Linked DNA regions of Danio rerio: region 2 is linked to region 1. Evidence: chromatin contacts called from public Micro-C data. All regions are on one chromosome and are shown on one strand. Each heading gives the region's core, a stretch centred on a gene start, on an enhancer-like site or on the middle of the called end of the contact. The rest is flanking DNA. Distances are from core to core; before and after follow the strand shown.

What was found. Hi-C and Micro-C count contacts between places; a contact is called where the count stands out from the background.
Region 2: a Micro-C map of caudal fin shows a contact between it and region 1, with 6 times the contacts expected there. The contact joins the promoter of irx1a here to the promoter of irx2a in region 1. A contact is called at or near these places in 7 of 18 Hi-C or Micro-C datasets (caudal fin, embryo, hematopoietic stem cells and 1 more) and 3 of 4 datasets of contacts at active chromatin or transcription factors (caudal fin, embryo and gastrula embryo).

The regions. Positions count from the first base shown.
Region 1 is chr16:614,674-617,373 of GRCz12tu, forward strand. irx2a (iroquois homeobox 2a) reads right to left here and starts at 1,431. Exons shown (of 5, transcript NM_201057.1): 1 at 1,074-1,431; 2 at 1-113. The coding sequence starts at 1,292.
Region 2 is chr16:870,790-873,489 of GRCz12tu, forward strand. irx1a (iroquois homeobox 1a) reads left to right here and starts at 1,378. Exons shown (of 3, transcript NM_207185.2): 1 at 1,378-1,820. The coding sequence starts at 1,584. The region is part of intron 1 of tars2 (threonyl-tRNA synthetase 2, mitochondrial); the gene reads left to right.

The DNA.
Region 1 (2,700 bases), core at 181-2,680:
GCGTTTTTCCGGTAAGCGGGATCGTTGAGCTGGTACGGGTAACCGGGACTCCCGTACGGGTGATAACTTATGGCTCCTGCCATTCCCGTAGTGTGCGCGTCATACGGAGAGCCCTTCAAAAATAACATTCGGGGTCAGTCAAATGTTCTTGTATTTGTGTTTTTGCTTTGCAAACACTTTAAAAATAAATAGCTTAATTTAAAACAAAAATAATGTAGGATGAATAATAATAATAATAATAATAAAACAATTCAAATGCAAATTAACCAATGATCCATTCTGCGTTTTTATAAAGTTAATGTCATTAATGATCGCCATTCTAAAGTGTATCCAGAAATATAATACTAATAATAATTAAGCCAATAAACAACGATTAATCCTCTACGCAATTATCAGAATGCACAATTACACGGGACCGGGGTGGATAACAGATAATGGGTAATTGCAGCCATTTTGCATAATCACCAGGCTGACTTTCCCAGTGCTCTTTCAGTGTCAGAAGCATATCAGTGAAGCGCAGCATTACAAATCCTATTAGAAAACCACTGGATATGGACTGGCTTTTTTTCCACGCGCTTTCATGTGCCATGTCATTAGCATGGCAATTCATCAATTGACGATTAAATAACGCTATTTAACTCTATAACGCTATTTTAAAAAAAGGTGTTTTATTTAATTTGCTTACTAATAATTTAAATAAGATCGCAAACAATAATGTCTAAAGTAAAACAGAACGCGGCCTATTAACTAAAACTAAAAGTAGGCCTGGAAGAATGTTAACACACAGCAGTGTGGCCGTTTCGCGTGTAAAAAGCGCACTTTCAGACATTCCCGCACACACGAAATAACTTTATTATTAGAATCGCGTCCGGATGAATATATTATTCAGAGCATTTGTATTCATGACCCGAACGAACTTCCCTTTGAAACGCACACACACACGCGCGCGCACGCTCGCACACACACACACACACACACAACTCCAGCAACCAAAACTATAACCGTCCTAAATCATGCAATATTCATGCATTCCTATCAAGAACAATGCGCAGTGAACGGCTCTGAAAAGGTACCATGTAGGACGGGAATCCCGTGGCCGGATCTGTGGAGTAGGGCAGCGGGCTGGAGAATCCGTTGGCGGAGGCTGTGAACGCCGCCGACCCGGGGTACGGGCTGAACGCGGAACCGGAGGATGACCGGGCCAAATCCTCGCTCCTCGGGGCGGCCAGCGGACACGAGTAAAGCGCCAGAGAGCCCGGGGGCTGGTAGAGGTAACCCTGAGGATAGGACATTATTACTCAGCTTCTCTCCACAACGCGAAATCGGGCTGATCGATGGAATCAGCGCATTGACGCACCGGACGCGAACTAATAAAATAAAATAAATAAACGCGCACGAGAGGAGCGTTCAGCAGAGAGCCGTCATGGAGATCCCCTAGCGTCCGTTTGTTTGTAGTGCTCGGGAGTGGAGAGTGAAGAGTTGCTGGAAGGAGCAGGCGAGTTTCTGAGAGCATTGGAGAAACGGGAGCTGTCAATCACGGCTCATCTGAATATTCCATCCCCGCCCCCTCTCTCTCTCTCCCTCTCGTGCGCGCGCGCTGTGAAATGCAATTCCGGAACAAAACCCGCACAGAAAGCAGCCCGTGCGTGCATGTGTCCTCGCCGGCGTTTATCTACTGCGTTTTTCTTTCTTTTTGATTTGCTTGACGGATGACACGATGACACTTTCCCATTTGTCATTTATCTCTCTCTCTCTCTCTCTCTCTCTTATGTTGTTGTAAAAACCCCGCCAGGTTGGCCTGTATTTAATCACAACTATGTAGTGCACAATGCAGACAACTAAGTGTGCACTAAGATTGCATTTGTAATTGTCAGTGAAAGTTTTCCGAAACAAATGCAAACATTTCCAAAACATATTGCACACGATATATGTCTAAAAACAATTATGCACATTTATAATAGCTATTCTTTTTGTGAGTTCAAAATGTCTTAGTACACATATAAACATTAATCCTGAAAATAATAATAATAATAATAATTATTATTATTATTATAAAAACAATATTATTGACAATAATAATATTAATATTAATAACATTAATAATAATAACAGCAACAGCAATAAAAACAACAGCAACAACAACAGCAATAATAATAATAATAATAATAATAATAACAATAATAATAATAATAATAATAATAATAATAATAATAATAATAATAATTATTATTATTATTATCATTATTATCATTATTATTATCATTATTAACAATAATAATAATACTATTATTATTATTACTATTATTATTATTATTATTATTATTTATTATTATTATTATTATATGTGCACATTGCATTGCATTGTTGAGTGAGCTGTAACAGTAAACACAATCATCCGCTTCTTCACCCCGCCATCAGAATCAATTGTTTCCTTTGTAATGATTTACTGTAAGTCGTATCTCTGCAGTGTGTAAAAGTGTTCCTCTTTGTAATGGTGGCTAATTGCAGTGTGTGTGTGTGTGTGTGTGTGTGTGTGTGTGTGGGAGCAGTGCGCCTTCAGGCCGGTGGGCGGTGTGTGTCTCCATCACTCAGATCCTCATATTTTTCCCCTGTAATCGCAGGAGTTTTCAGTCCTGACAGCACCAGTTTGTCTTCAGCATACCTGTAACACACATTCAGCTGCAAATAAATAGGTGTATT
Region 2 (2,700 bases), core at 128-2,627, 260 kb after region 1:
GGGCCAGATCGCAATCGCTGGCTTCATCTGAGCCGTTAAACTATTAAATCCACTATATCCTTTCAGCGAGCACAAGTTTAGAAGCGACCCCGTGACAGAAGCAGAGTCTCGGACACACCAGGAGAAGAATATACACTCATTCGGCACGCATGCGATTTACATAATGCAACAAAGAGAAATAAAATGCATGCTTTATTTAATGTTTAACTCAGTTATTAATGCTGCATTAATAATCAAAGAGTAGCTAAAATATTACAAAGTCTGTAAAATATTGTAATAGAAAAAAAAATAAACACGTCGGGTTTTAATTATATTTCGCATGCATCACGCAAAAGCAGCTCATTATTGTAAGTGGGTGGTATTTTGCTGAAGATGTGGTGGGATTAGTGAGATTATTGTTACCACACACACACATTAAATCGCAAACTGTTAGACCACAGGCGAAGTCTTTATCTGTCATGACTATTATTAGTGGTATTAATAATTTTGGGGGGGTTGTAGTAGCTAAATGGCGCTCGTGTGCATGTTAATGAAGTGCTCACGATTATACACGACATCACCTCGTTCAGTATTTAACAATGAAACATAAATACAAAGTCCCCAACGCCCCCACCCCCGTGTGTATGCTTGTAAGTGCCTCTGGGTTAGAAGTGCGTGCGTGCGTGTGTGTGAGAGAGAGAGGGAGTATGAAGAAAAGGAGGAGAAAGTCTATTTGACACACATTTACTGCACCGATTATCAGAATAATTAATTAATCTGATTTAGCAAATAAAATAATTAATATTTTCGCATTATTATAGCCGATGTTGTGGTAATAAGTTCGTGCATTAAAACCTATTCTTGTGTCAGGGTGTTTAAAAATATAATGCATTAAAACAAAACCAATGCATGAGGTTTAGAGTATGCACATCTTTAATTATTTAAGCTCACTCCGACAAAAACAATAAAGCCAGAGCCTCATTTGAATAATTCAATTCAGAATATAATTTTTACCAAATGTGCATAATCCCGTACACCATCCTAAAAGCACCTTCAAAATAAAAGAGAATGCGGTTTGCTTTGTATCTCGCCAATACCTTATGAAGATCAGTGTCATCGCGAGTGTTGCTTTAATTCTCCCGTGTTTATAAGAATTACGAGCCATTCAAATAAGTTCCGCGTGCCTATCAGTTCATTTCCCCAGTGCTGGGCAGCTGTAAAATCGCGTAGACAGGTTGTCACACTACAGTGAATGGATTCTAATGCTAAACATTTAACATACAATCCTCCAAACAGTGCAAAAGTGGCCCTGGCCAATGCACTAACCACATGCGCCAACGAGGAGGAGCCTGGGACGCCAATCAAAGCATCAACTTCAAATTGTATCTGAGAGATCAGCCCAGGACCTAGGGGCAGAGACATCAGTTGGAGCTCAATTGTTGATCTGATCACATCCGACGGACTTGCTGCAGAAGAGAAGCTGAGATTTAAAGACGAGCGCTTTCCCGTTCGCTTTTCAGAGAGAGAGAGAAACTCTTGCACTTCTCGCTTTGGTGGGTTATTTGCTTTTTTGCCTGGTTTTGGCTTCCGACGTGGCGGAGGAGATGTCTTTCCCCCAGCTGGGCTACCCGCAGTATTTAAGTGCCTCCCAGGCGGTGTACGGAGGCGACCGACCGGGAGTTCTGACTCCGTCGTCCCGCGCAGGGAGCGCTGAGATCGGGGGTAGCGCGTCTGCGGCCGCCGCTGCGGTGTCCTCGGTGTTGGGCATGTACCCGTACGCACACAACTACAGCGCCTTTCTGCCTTACACCAGCGCCGATCTGGCTCTTTTCTCCCAAATGGTAAGTCCATTTCTAGATTAACTTGTTCTTGCATTTTTCCGCTACTTTTCATAGTTTTTTTATTCCACAATCGTATGCCCTCCATTTATTTGTGATCGTCGCAGGTCAACATAGCTTGCATGGGAAATTGGGAATTGTATTATTACGTTTATAGTACAAATTCTGAAATGGCATTACGGATTTAATGTGATAAACAAGCTAAGAAATGTGTACAGTTTTTTCCGATCGCGATTTCAGCATTGTGTGTGAAAAGTTTTATTTCGACTTGATTTTGGAGTTGGAGGATTGTTGTGCCGGGGGTGTTATAGCTAACATGATTGATGTGATTTAAAGCGTCTTTAAAATATGTTACAATTGTTATTGTTGTTTTTGTCACAGAGTGATTTACTGAAATTGTTTAAAACGAGAACTTTTCGCTTCGCAGAGGGGAATAATGTCAAGCCGAATTATGGCTCGAAACCCTCGCCAAACTGCTTGGTGACTTTTTCTAGTGTATATATGCATTTATTTTAATGTATATAAATACAAGAAATTTGAGTGATGAAATGTGGGGATTCACAACAACAGAATCTCGCTGGAATCCCCTTAAATAGAGACACAGTGAAAGATTTGTCAAAAGGAGAGCTGTGATTAATCCCCGGTGTTGTATAAATCTGTGCTTCATAGGATTTATTTTTTTATAATAATGTACACATGATTTAACTATTTTAAAATAGCGCAGAATGCTTTTCCTGTGGGTTTTCGATGTGTTGTTACATTGAGGAATATTTGGATGTTTGTTGCAGCTGTATAACACATGATTAATAATAGTAATAATGATGAGAATCATAGGCCTGTATGTCATGGGCGAGCCTTTAATGAAATTTCAACCAAATCGCAC